Linked DNA regions of Mus musculus: regions 2 and 3 are each linked to region 1. Evidence: chromatin contacts called from public Micro-C data. All regions are on one chromosome and are shown on one strand. Each heading gives the region's core, a stretch centred on a gene start, on an enhancer-like site or on the middle of the called end of the contact. The rest is flanking DNA. Distances are from core to core; before and after follow the strand shown.

Region 1 (4,310 bases), core at 1,079-3,578:
CTGGGCCTTGCCTCTCATGAATGGGGCTTTTCTCAAGCGCATACAGAGCCCGATTCACAGCTCTCCACGAGGAACCAGTTTAAATAAATACGGGCAGGGTTTCAGCCCATCTGGAAGCCATCGCTGCCAATCCCCCAACGCAAACAAGTCTCACAAAGGAGGACTGAGGTCTCCCCTCCCGAACCAGCAGCACTTTTGGAAGGCTAGGGCTGAGAAATGCAGATGTGGGTCAATGTCTTCGCGGCCAACAAGTTTCCCAAACTCGTGGAAAGATGGAGAGGAGGAGCGCGGTGGACTCTAGGTTTCTGACATTCCTAACGTCCACACAGGCTACGCCTTGCCCCACGTCAGGTCTTTGGGTCCTGTGGATCCAAGGCTAGAGTGTGGGGTGTCTGCCATTGGTGAGGCAAGCTGGGGTGTAAAACCAACGATTTTTTTTGGGGGGGGGGGGCATGGTCAGATGCAGAATCGTAAGAGACCGAAAGTTTTAGACAACCTCCCCCCACCCACCCACACTCATACAAAGCTGTGGAATTCACTCTGTCAAAAAGGTTGCAGCAGTGAGAGAGAGCTCTTTGACACTTAAGCGAGCGCCTCTGCTATCAGATGAAGAATTCGAGAAAGCGTTAAGACGCTCAGTTCACTCCACTGCGCTCCATAAAGAACACCGGTCAAGACCGCAGCTTTGTGGGGTGTGTGCTTGAAAGTTTAGGACAAAAAATACAGTCAGGCCTATCTCAGACCACATACAAACACTTCGATGCCCCCCCACCCCCGCCCCCAGAGCTCGAACGCAGGACTCTGGCTTAGCTCGCCACCCTGCCACCCTGCGCGGCGGGGTCGGAAAGTGCTATCCCGGGCTTCTCGCGGCAGCGCTCCCCGCTCTAGCCCTGCCCCCCGCCGGGTCCGCCAAGCTAAAGAGCAAAAAGTCCGCCCGGGCCCGCCTCCTTCTAAAGCATCTCTGGAGACAGCCTGGTGGCAGGGGAAAGAGCACAGAGTCTCACGGGCAGAGGGTCTTTGATCCCCACCTACTGTCCAAACAGTTTCACCTGCGATTGATTAACAGTCTGTAACATACAGAGAAAGACAGGGCTGGAACCCTACCCGTCGGAAACGTGCCCAAACACGTGGAAGAAAATTCTCTACCTAATACACTTTCCAGGCTTCGGTTGTCCTGAATATAATCCCAGACAGTGGATCTTACCCAGGGAGGAGATGGAAAGGTGCGGGAACCGCCCTTGGACCGAGGCTATACAGCTGCCACCTCTAACGATAGCCATACGCAGGTCACTAGCCTGACCCCATATCCATCCACGGCTACACACGCTGTAAAGTAACTCATTGTAGGGTATACAGTGTGTGTGTGTGCGGGTGGGTGCTCTTGGGGACACATTTGGAAAGCAGGTCTGTTTGCAATGTCAACGTTTTTCAGTGTCAAATTCCTGCAGCCTAACGGAGGCAAGGGGAGAGCCGAGTTTCAAAGAAGGGCTGCCCGGCTGCACCTTACTGTGGGCCAGCCTGATAGCGGAGGGGACTGGAGAGCTGCGCTGAAGTCGCCGGGAGCCGCTTTTTCTTTGTGGCCTCAGATTTCAACCCATCAGGGTCAGAGTTAGTTCTTTGTCTAGCGCCCCTTTGAGTTCTGCAGCGTCTAACCCCTAGACTAGGCTGATAAATCAACCCGTAGGCGTCTCTCGATTTCTCTCCTACTTTTAAGTGTGGGGCTTCTTTTACTGAGCTCGAAACGTCCTGGTCAAAGCTGGTGGAAGGTGATGCGTCTGTGTTCAAACCTGTTGCATATCCTTGCTTAACGCAGGGACCTGAGAAAGTCTCCAATCGTGACTCTCACTGAAGATGCTGCGACAGAGGTCCTTACTCGCAGAATTAGGATCAGTGTACTCCTGTATACTCTGCGCTTAGGACTTAGCGCCCTAACCCGGACCAGTACTTGGGGGAGGGAGTAGGAGGAAAAGGGTCACAAGTCAGGGAAGTAGGCAGGGGCGGCGGGCGACTTACGGGCATCCTGGCCCTGACACCGTAGGACCGCGGCGATGAGCAGCGTCAGCAGCACCAGCGACTGGGGAGCCCCGAGGCGGATCATGGCTCACCGCGAGGCCTGGCAGAGCCTGGCCCGGGCGAAGCGCAGCGAGGCGGCAGAGCACGGAGCGGGTCCGGGTCTCTACCGCTCCCTCATGCAGGAGGCCCTAGGAGCAGGAGGAGGCAGGAGACCCGGCAGCCCAGCGGCGCTCTGCGTCTTCCCCCGGCAGAGGCTCCAGTTATATGCTCCCGGTCGCTCCAAAGGCTGGCAAACCGGCCCAAACCGCGGGCCGCCCCCTAGCCCCCCGCGGGGCTGTAACCTGAGACCCCGCCCCCGGAGCCCGCCCAGGCCGGACCAGAGCCCACACCTGCCAAGGCCAGTCGCCCCTTTCGTGAGCCCAGCTTCCCGCCCCCAATGTGCCCAGTGGCCTGATCGGGCGGGGCACCGAGACAGCCTCCGGTCGCCCCCACTTGGGACTGCCACACTGCCCCCTCTAACCACAGGCGGGAAGGGGGGGAGCATCGGGCCCCTTTCCTCGGAGTTCTGCTGGGGTTAGAAGGGAGGGGGTTGTTTGCAGAGGCATAAGCCTGGAGTTTTAGACCCAAGGCAGAGAGGACGAAGCAACAGAAAGGAGCAAGAAAGGTGGGGATGGGGAATTTAGGAGGCGGGGAGGTGCGTGGGGGACCAAAGCATGAGCAGATGGACGTTGTCCAGAATCCTAAATCTGGGGGACAGTTTTCCAGACCTGCCTTCCAGCTCCTTTGCGGAGTACCTGCCCGTGAGCTCCCACCTGGAGTCTCGGGGACCACAGCCTCCCTAACCCATCCCCCATCCAACTAGCTAGAAAAGGCCTAGGTAGAAGGGGGAACTGAGCGGGTGGCTAGGACAGGGTCTGGTGAATTCCTACACAGAGGGAGACCTGTGTGGAGGTCTAAGGGGCGAACAGGCCAGGGAAGGGACTAACGGGACTGCAGACAACCCCGGGGACAAAACGGGATGGATTGGAGACGCTTGTCTAGTTCGGCTCTTCCTGGCCCAGGTTCAGGAATCTCCAGGGGAGTGGGTGCCCTTAGCCTGGATAGAGCAACCGCTGGCCAGGGACTGTTGGCCACTCTGAGGCTCTGGCCAGAGAGTCTGGAGGTGGCTCCAGCTGGACTCGGCTTTGTGAGGGGCGGGGAAAGCGCCAGAGTTTCCTAGTTATTCCCCCACCCCAACCTCATTCTCCAAGTCTTCCCCTATCCCTGGACCTCCAGCCTCACCTACCTTCCTTGCTCCCCACCCCCCCACCTTAGCCCAAACTGCGGAGGTTCGGCCTAGCCCTTGCTATGTTCCCGGAAGTCTCCTTTGAGAACAAGAGGGTGAGGATGAGTCCCCAAATACATCTTTCCTTCAGGAGTGAGATGGTCCTCCGGTGAACTTTAAGCAAAGTGAAACTTGGAAATTAAGACCTGATTTAAGCAGTAACTCCTTTGTCTCGAAGTGGGTTTCTGTGTTGCTTTCCTCCAGGAAGCTGGAAGTCCTTGGGAGAAGCCACCTCTATGGACCTGACCGACACTCCCAGGGAATGCTGGAGTGTGTGGGGGCTTACCCAGCACACCACACCACCTCAGACTTTGGGGTTTCTCAGGATGGAAACAAAGAACTTCGAGTGTGTAGAACGTAATTTCCCTGCAAGTGTACTGGCTGGAGAAGTAGAGAGTGTTTTGTTTGTTTGTTTGTTTGTTTGTTTGTTTGTTTTTTAATGTAAAATGCCACTGGGTTTCAACCAGTCTAGGGTGGGGGTTGCTTGAGTCTTTCTTACACCTTCCCAGGCTATTCAAGGATTTTCGTTCAATGCTAGATCCTTTTGCCTCAGTCTCTGCTAGAAAGGTGGCTTTAAGTCTGCAGTGCCCAAGTCTTCTTTGGACCATAGGTGTCCAGTCTTGGCTTGGAAGTCAGTTTGTAACTCTCACACATCTTTACAGATTTCATTGGGTCTCTGAGCTGCCCTTCCTAATATATTTAGAGTGCGTTGTTTTTCTGCCTATATATATACATAGACAAACATGTACACACACACATATATACACACATATATGTATATATATGCAATATCTGCATAAAAGAACTCAATTCAGCTCTCCAGTTCCTGCAACTAAAAACAAAATTGGCAGGGCAGTGGTGTTGCACGCCTTTAATACCAGCACTTGGGAGGCAGAGGCAGGCAGGTTTCTGAGTTTGAGACCAGCCTGGTCTACAGAGTGAGTTCCAGGACAACCAGGGCTACACAGAGAAA
Region 2 (4,310 bases), core at 618-3,117, 240 kb before region 1:
GTCTCCTCTAGACCCACCTGGGGCTTTCTCAGCCCAGTGTCCTCTATTAGAAATGGAAGTAGTGTTTGGACAAGGTAGGAAAAGGAGATAACCAATGATGATATTTTTTTACTCAAAAAGACTTGCTGGTGAGAGATGATCCTCTCTAAGACTGTCACCCATTCCTGTCTTCTCTCCACCGTCCACACAGTACCCTCTGCCCCCTACACACACACACAGAGAGAGAGAGAGAGAGAGAGAGAGAGAGAGAGAGAGAGAGGGAGAGAGAGAGAGAGAGAGAGAGAGAGAGAGAGAGGGAGAGGGAGAGGGAGAGGGAGAGAGAGAGAGAGAGAGAGAGAGAGAGCATACAGACAGGACTGTTGTGCCCAGTAGTTGGAAAGAGAAGACTCCTGGAGCCTGGAGCCTGGTTCCTGGCTTCCCCCTCCCTAGCCCTGTCTTTCTCACTGGCTTCCTTCAGCAGTCCTTCTCCACCCTGAAACCTCTTCAGTCCCCCGTGGCCGGTGCCAAGCTTTATCCACGCAAATACCTCACCCCAGGAGCCAAAAAACAGATTCAGCCCAGTTCAATTGTTCACAAAAGGAGACCGTTGCCACGGTGATGTGTCAGGAACAGTAACCAAGCTAATTTCACCCCCATTTGACCTAGCCCCACATCTCCCACTGCCTCACAGAAAGAACTCAAACATGTAAGCCCATGCCTGGCACATGGAAGTGATGGATAAATGATAAAACCCTTTCCTGCTCACCCACCGGTGGCTGAATGGGGCAGCGCAGCATGCCATACACACGGGGCATACAGGCATACAGGCTCATTGTGTGACCAGCAAAACACACACTGCCACCAAACTTCAATGCCTTCTCTTCACCCAGATGAATTTGCTCTGGAGAAAGCTGCCTGGCCCACCAGCACTACAATCCCGACTCTTCCAGCCCTGACCCAGCCTGGCAGATGGCCGGTACTCACCCAGCGGAGTCCCTGGATGCAGCTGGGGCGCCGGTGCTCGAACACTAGCTGGTAAGAGCAGCAGCGGGGACGGTGCATTCTCTTCAACACCATATTGAGCAGCGTGCCCTCCGGAACCACGTCCGGGAGACCTCCCACCTGCGGTGCCCCCACAGCTGGACTCTCCACCACAGCTGGGCCCACCTGCCAGTGGTTCTCACCTGGCCAGCTGACCTGTGATGTGGGGAGGAAAGAGGACAGCCATCGGCCGGAGGAGCTGGACCTCCCCACTACCACCCCTGGCTTAGCGTCCTCTGGACTTGGACTGGTCATGCGGAGGTGCGGCAACCCTGCCAGGAGCCGGGGGAGGGACAGGAAGACCTGCCCCGGGTCCTGCTGGCTTGGCGCACCTAGGGGTCTCCACTCAACTCACAACGATGGGGCTCTTCTCAGTTCTGGCTGGAATTCGGCCCCACCTCACTACCCATGTCCTGAAGGCATGTCCACCTTTGTACACACACTAGATCCCCAGAAGCAGCTTTTCCTCAAATTCTCCTCCCCGCCACTCTCTCCCACCCAAACTCCCCCACGTGTCGGCTTCCTCTCCCGCCCTTTCCAGCAGCTTTCTTTGGCCCTGACTCCGGCCCACCTTACCTTCATGTTTCTTCTCCAGCTCACACCGCGGTGCTCGCCCTAGCAAGAGGCTGCAGGATCCCTGGAGCGGTATGAGTGTGAGTCCCGAGATGCAGCGAAGGGCCAGCCCCTAGTCAGACAGGTTGCCTGGAGCAGCAAGATGCAGGGCTAGGCAGATAGGGTTTGTCCTGGGTGAATAGAGGGCTGGGGGTGTGGGGCAGCCCCCACCCCTTCCCAAAGGCTAAGAACTCCAAGCCTCCGCCTCCGTCCCAGATGTAAGAGCCAGCTGGCACAGGGCGTTCAAGCGAAGCTGCAGCTGGCACTGGTCCGGGCGGGAGCTGTCACACCCCCTGCGCTGCCCGCCCCTTCCCCTCCCCGGACAGGCCGAGGGGGCGGGGAGCAGGCACGAGCTTTACGGTAGGGGTGGGCATAGGGGAAGGGGCAGAACCAACAGCTGATGGAGTCCCTACCCGAGACTACGTCAGTGGGTTCAAGCTCCTGTCCCGAAGCCTCAGCGGGTAGGAAGTGCCTTAGGGTATCTGCCCCTGCAGCTGCCCGGGTGCCGGGTTAGGGGCGGTGATGGCTGCACCCGCCGCCACGTGGCCAAGAGGAGAAATGCAAACAAGGAAACTAGGGAAGGGGGAGGGAGTGAGTCATGGCGGCCCCACCCGGGAGGGAAATCCGGGCTGGGGCCGCTTCCTGGCCTGGGGCGTCCGGCCTCCCGTTTGGGTTCAGGGTTTCCAGCAGCCCGGGGCTGGAACTGGGCAGCCTTCCCGTGGGGGAATCTCGTTGCCTGGCTTCCCACCTTTGCCCTCCCAAACGCATACACTGGCGCGGGTGGGGAAATTGAGGCTGGCGGGGAGGGACTGCATTCCAGATGGAGAGAGAGACAAGTGGTTGGATTTACTGTGCCGGGACTCGGATTTGTTGCAGAGTTTCAAAGACAGCCTGGGCTTTGGGGCCATGCCCCGCCCCCCAAATGCTCCCCTATGCCCGGCTAGGTGGTGAAGGCAGAGCACACCTCCTCCCTGGGCCTCTTTGCCCCTTCCGCACAGATGGCCGGCACTTCGCACTTCGTCTCACTCGCTCCTGCTTCCTAGTGGACAGACTGTGACCAGGGACGGTGATTTCCGTGGCGCCCGGTGATTGCTCAGGACATTGATGAGGGTCTAGAAGAAGGCACAGGTTCCACCCCAGCGTTTTAAAGCTTTCTAGCCTCCTCTCTTCTTTCCCACTGCCATTAAGCCAGGAAGCGGGAGAGAGGGCTAAATCCAGCATAGCTAAGCCCATTTCCACCCAGAACTGAGAACTTTAACCATCATTTAAAAACTGAATTTAAATGTGTGTGTGTCTCAACAGTTTTTCTCTCCCCAAGGGCACGACTGGTTTAACTCCTCAAATTCTGGTTCCATCCTATTGGCATGAAATGGAAAGTCTGAGCTTTGAATGAACATTTTGAACAAACAGGTCGTCTGTAGTGCCCACCCTTTGAGGCACACTAGTGAAGATTTCTCTGCCCCTGTGAGGAAAGAGGGAAACCTAGAAAGAAGTCTGCCTTACAATTCGAAGAATAGCTCGTATACTTGGCTTAAAAGGAGAGGAGATGGGTGGGTAGTGTCTCGCATGTGCAGTTGTAGGTGAAATGGTGGCCGCAGTCAGGATGCTGGATCTGCCCTAGTAGGTCTTGCAAAAGAGTTTTCTGAAACTAACTGTGGAGTAGGAAGGGGGTGTTTCCTATTCCTGCTGCCCCACTTAGGTCAGGGGAGAAAGATGCTAAGAGATGCAGCAGGACCTGTGACTACTTCTTTTAATGCCTTTTGGGGGGGGGTGGTTTTTTTTGTTTGTTTGTTTTTTGTTTTTTGAGACAGGGTTTCTCTGTATAGTCTTGGCTGTCCTGGAACTCACTTTGAAGACCAGGCTGGCCTCGAACTCAGAAATCCGCCTGTCTCTGCCTCCCAAGTGCTGGGATTAAAGGCGTGTGTCACCACCGCCCGGCAATGATGGTTTTTTTAATGATGGTTCTTAAACACTTTAACCTGCCTTTAGCCCATCAGCCACCAGAGGTAGTGGGAAAGAAAGGATATGGGGGAAGTTGGAAATGGGCAGTTCAGTTCAGCAGGCAGCAGCGGCAACTCATTCACTCACAAACACTTCATGGATACACCAGCAGTCCAGTTCTGTAGAGTCAGGCTAGCATCGGGAACACCAGGAAAAGTTCTCAGCTGTGTCTCCCTCAGGGAAGGGAAGATCCGAGAGACCCACAAGCGTTGCACAGCTAGCCGTACCAGCAAGCCAAGCTCTGTCTCCGTCATTCCATGGAGTCCTATTTATACCCTTCAAACGCCCCATGTCCTCCACGTGCCTTGCCTCACACGGGTTTTGCCTCAGCATGTGCATCCGATCACCCCAAGTCTGCAGGAAGCAGCAAGAAACCGCAGTATATCTCCAGAAGGTTTTTGGTGCATTTGATGCGTTTGTTAGAGTCCCCGACAAATGCAGCTCAACTGCACATACGTGGTGGACCAATACATGTGTGTCATTAGCAAAGAATCCTTCATCACGTGTCCTTTCATGTGCTTGCTCTGGCAGAACATCCTTTCACCTGTGTCTGCTTCAGTGAAATGTTCCTTCACATGTTCGCCCCATCCAACCGACTTCCCAAAGAACCCTGAAGTTTCCACTTCAAGAGCCTGCTTACCTGTTGACCTAAACTAGGATGGGACGTGCCTGGCCCC
Region 3 (4,310 bases), core at 707-3,206, 140 kb after region 1:
CTTTGGAAGAACAGTCGGGTGCTCTTACCCACTGAGCCATCCCACCAGCCCGTAAAATATTTTCAAATATTCAAAGGAGAAAAAAAGCCGGGCAGTGGGGAAAGTAAGCATAGAACCACTCTGGAATCAACACAAATCTTTAAAACTTCAAGCCAATAAAAAAATACTTCCAATTCTGGGTAATAAGCAGATTTAAAATAAAAACATTTTAATAACTGGCTAGTCAACATGCCTGAGAAATATGGCTGTGCAAATGTGTTGAAACTACGTTATGGTAGAGAATTCTAGGATGAGCGGTGAAAGAAAATAATTCAACGTATTTAGATTCAACTACAATAAAAGCTTTAACTATGGAAGATGTGTTAAATAACAGCTATTGAGGTGGTGCATCCTTATAAAAAAAAAAAAAGCACCTATCAAAAACTGGAAAGAATGCCGGGCGTGGTGGCACACGCCTTTAATCCCCAGCACTTGGAAGGCAGAGGCAGGCAGATTTCTGAGTTCGAGGCCAGCCTGGTCTACAAAGTGAGTTCCAGGACAGCTAGGGCTACACAGAGAAACCCTGTCTCGAAAAACAAACAAACAAAAAAATCAACCCCACCCCTAAGAGTAAAGGTTATGAGAAGGTTTTTAAGTAGTGCCTGGCACATGCTGGTCCTCAATATAAATTTGTTAAATCCATATTTGAATTGGCATCACAGCATCAAGCACCCAGGATCGGACTCACCAAACCCCTGGGTTAGGTAAGTTGCTGTCAGGGTGTGACTCAGAAGCAAAAGCTTTACTGTAGAATATATATATATAATTACACATGCAACTACTAAGAAGCGCAAATTTGCGATGGGTTATCCCTTTATACATTCGATAATGTAGTATAAACTCTAGTTTCTTTTTGCTAATCAGTAGCCATTAACAGCTGTCTGAAAGGTATGCGAGGCTGTGGGTATGGCTTAGAATTCGGCAAATCCTGTTTTTTTTTTCTTAAACTTTGTAACAAAGGGGACAAAAAAGCATGGGGTTGGGAGGTGGGGTGGGCGCAAAGGTATAGTCCGGGTTTCAGCAACGGTGTTGGTCAGAGGGGACAAAGCAGAAGGCTTGACCTGATGTGGTTGTGTAAGTTCCTGGTACATTAAGCAGATGGCACTAAACCCTGCACTCATTTTATGGATGTTCCTGGCTTCCAGGCTAAGAACTCTACCTTGAAGCTCCAGGTGAAACTGTGTGCCTTTCGCAAGGACAGCATCTGCTGTCAGGATAGATCAAGATAATCAACTTCCCTGTGGCCCCCGAGGCCAGCAACCCTGCAATCTGACCCCGGTGGGTCCTTCCCTCAGCTGTGACTCGTTTGCTCCATGCCCTGTTTTTTCTTCTCCCTCCTATGGAATGTACAGAAAACTTTTTTTTTTTTTTTTTAAAGCAATGCACAAATACACTCAACAGACCCTGCTCAGGGCCGGCGTCGGCCTCGCCCCCGCGGTGACCCTTGGCCTGGCCGGAGGCTCCCAATCCCAGGACGCGGACAGCTGGAGGTTCGCAGCTGCCGGGTCTGGACGGACAGACGGACGGAGAGGGGCGGGGGCCAGGGCAGCAAAGGCCAGGGCTGCTGCGTCCCTTGCGGCAGGGACCCCCGGGCGCTCACAGCAATCCGGGCGAGTCCCGGGAGTCTCAGCCTGCACCCCGGGGCGCCGACCAGCCCCCGCCCCCACCACCCGCAAAGGCCGGGAACGGTGGCCGGGTCCGGAGGCACAGAGGCCGGGCAGGCGGCTAAGGGGCGTTCACAGGCTGCGAAGCACCGACTTGGGGGTGGGGAGGGGGGCTGGCTTCAACACCGTCCCGCACTCACGGCCGCACTCACCGAACCGCGGGTCAGATCGGTCCGGGAAGCCGCTGTCAAGGCGTGACCCGGAAGCAGAAGCGGCTCGCATCAGCCCCGGGGTTTACAGCGCAAGCCGGCCGAGTGCGTGGGCGCCTGCGCGCAGGCCAGTGTGAGCGAGCCGAGTGCGCCTGCGCAGACTGTGGACGTTGGTGGGTTCTTAAAACTTTCCTAAGGAGCTGGACGCATTCCCCTGTCGCTGCTTATAGGACGTGGGCGCGATCGCTAGATCACTCCTAGCCTCTGGCCTCGTGTCCTGGTCCAATGGTGGAGGAAAATCCCGAATTTTAAGCCTATTCTTATAAGTCTGCGTCTGTGTGGACCAGGGCATCCCATTAGTCTGCCTCCCAGAGTCTATATCTGCAAACAGTCCTGGCACCACATCCCCACCGTCTTCTCTGCTTAGCATCATCCATTTCAGAGTACAAGCGTCACATAATTGACAGAGCAAGCTGCTGGTGACTGCCTCTCAATCTTGATTTGAGGAAGCCCAGCTTATTTGAACTAACTCTCTCTCTCTCTCTCTCTCTCTCTCTCTCTCTCTCTCTCTCTCTCCCTCTCTCTCTCTCAGAATTTACCCACTACATAACAAAAGCAGGTTTGCACTTGTACACAGCAGAGGGTCTAAGGATCTAGCAAGATGAAGTACTGTAACCTGGAGGGTGGCAGTCACCTCTCTTCGGAGGTTCTGGGCCAGCTGTAGTTCAATGACCCAACACAGAAGGAAGAGTACAGGGTTCGGGCATTGGCTTTGAGACTGATGTATTTCGCTCAATTTCTCCGAGTATTATCTTTCTTGAGTGTTGGTGAAAGTATAACAACGTAAAAACAGAATTCTAGGCCTTTAGGCCCAGGCTTGGGAATGTGGCCTTTGTAAAGGTATGCTAATCAAAAAAGAGAGCAACATTCCTCTACCCACCCGCTTCCTGGGTTCAAAGAGTGCTCATTCAAAGAAAGTCACCCTGGCCATTACCAGAACCTGCAATGCAAATGTGCTATTGTTAGAGGCTCTTAGAAGCTGTCTTGAGAGTTAACAATTACCAGGTATTCCTTGTGACTCTTGTAACTTTACACTTCCTTGTGACTCTTAACTGGTATCTTTGGTATCTTCCAACAACACCCTCCCCACTTCCTTAAGTTTCGGTTTCTTCCTTTAAATACCCCCTTACCCAGCTACTCAGGGCGCCACGGTCCTCTACCCCTGCGTGGTGTATGACCATGGGCCCGAGAGCGCTCTTGAATAAAAATCCTCTTGCAATTTGCAGCAAGACCCGTTTCTTGTGGGTGATTTTGGGGTGTCGCCTCTCCTGAGTCAGAACGTGGGGGAGCCCTCACATTGTGGGTCTTTCATTGGCTGTAATAATACTTAAATATCCTTCTATTTCTAGAAAATTTGATTTTAAGTAAAAAACAAAGTCTTGCTTCCCAAATGCTTTCTCACTTGCCCAATTTCAAACCGCTGTATAGCTATCGTCATGGTACTGTACTACAAAATGGAGCTTGAGAGCACTTCATTATAAAATTGCAAAGCCTACAGTGTCTGTTCTATTTTTTTTTCTTCTTCTTCCTGAAGAAAGATAAGGACAATAATGATTCTCAATTTTAAATTTTAATATTTTTATAAAAATATTCAAACATACAGAAAAATTAGAATAGTAACATGAAATCTTTATAACATTGCCTATTTGTAAAACATTGACTTCTTGTCACATTTAAAATCTAATATTTGAGCCGGGCAGTGGTGGCGCATGCCTTTAATCCCAGCACTTGGGAGGGAGAGGCAGGCAGATTTCTGAGATCGAGGCCAGCCTGGTCTACAGAGTGAGTTCCAGGACAGCCAGGGCTACACAGAGAAACCCTGTCTCAAAAACCAAAAAAATAAAATAAAATCTAATATTGTTTTTGTCCTTTTTTCTATTTTATGTTGTTCTTGGTTTTCTTCTTTTTTAGACAAACTATTCAAAAAATGTCTCTAATTCCTGTTGCACTGGGAATTTTTTTTTTTTTTTGAGAAGACAATTCTATGTCCTGATGGTTGCTCTCCTTTCCTCTACGCAATCCCCAAATTTATTGAGCAGTAAATATTAAAGCTTTTAGATTATGGGGAAAAAATCAGTATTTTCTAAATGTGTGAGTGATTGCATTTTGCTAGTGGTAATAAAATAGGCTGCCCACCCAGGTTGTCTTGAGGTGTTTGGAGACTTTGCTTGAGATTTGTCGGGACTTCTACTGAGCGTTTACTTCCTAGGGCCTCAGCTTTTCGGGGGACAGAGATGAAGTGTGGTTCCTTTTCATTAAGGATTGGAAGACAGAGGATGATCATATCAACAAGGCTTTATGTCCAAGGTGCACGGTGAAGAATAGTTCTACCCAAAACGAAACCAAGAGCACATAGACGGAGAGCTATTAGAGCTTCAAAGGGGAGACTAGTGCTGTT

The links. A called contact is a pair of places that touch in the nucleus more often than the background predicts.
Region 2: a contact with region 1 is called in a Micro-C map of embryonic stem cells, with 2.1 times the contacts expected there. The contact joins the promoter of Rapgef3 here to the promoter of Col2a1 in region 1. A contact is called at or near these places in 1 of 39 promoter capture datasets (hippocampal neurons), 1 of 484 Hi-C or Micro-C datasets (embryonic stem cells), 1 of 115 datasets of contacts at active chromatin or transcription factors (embryonic stem cells) and 2 of 9 other capture datasets (adipose tissue and pancreatic islet).
Region 3: a contact with region 1 is called in a Micro-C map of embryonic stem cells, with 2.1 times the contacts expected there. The contact joins the promoter of Asb8 here to the promoter of Col2a1 in region 1. A contact is called at or near these places in 4 of 39 promoter capture datasets (the 3T3-L1 cell line, the C10 cell line, hematopoietic stem and progenitor cells and 1 more), 1 of 15 datasets of contacts at CTCF or cohesin (the NIH/3T3 cell line), 3 of 484 Hi-C or Micro-C datasets (embryonic stem cells and nephron progenitors), 11 of 115 datasets of contacts at active chromatin or transcription factors (astrocytes, embryonic limb bud, embryonic stem cells and 2 more) and 2 of 9 other capture datasets (adipose tissue and liver).

What each region holds. Positions count from the first base shown.
Region 1 is chr15:98,002,396-98,006,705 of GRCm38.p6, forward strand. It overlaps Col2a1 (collagen, type II, alpha 1), which reads right to left and starts at 2,329. Exons shown (of 54, transcript NM_031163.3): 1 at 2,014-2,329. The coding sequence starts at 2,098.
Region 2 is chr15:97,765,799-97,770,108 of GRCm38.p6, forward strand. Rapgef3 (Rap guanine nucleotide exchange factor (GEF) 3) reads right to left here and starts at 1,868. Exons shown (of 28, transcript NM_001177810.1): 1 at 1,597-1,868; 2 at 964-1,176. The coding sequence starts at 1,602. It overlaps Rapgef3os2 (a long non-coding RNA gene), which reads left to right. Exons shown (of 3, transcript XR_384421.2): 2 at 870-2,093; 3 at 2,577-3,039. It overlaps Gm46535 (a long non-coding RNA gene), which reads right to left. Exons shown (of 3, transcript XR_001781758.2): 3 at 4,145-4,310.
Region 3 is chr15:98,143,746-98,148,055 of GRCm38.p6, forward strand. It overlaps Asb8 (ankyrin repeat and SOCS box-containing 8), which reads right to left and starts at 1,957. Exons shown (of 4, transcript NM_001170710.1): 1 at 1,856-1,957.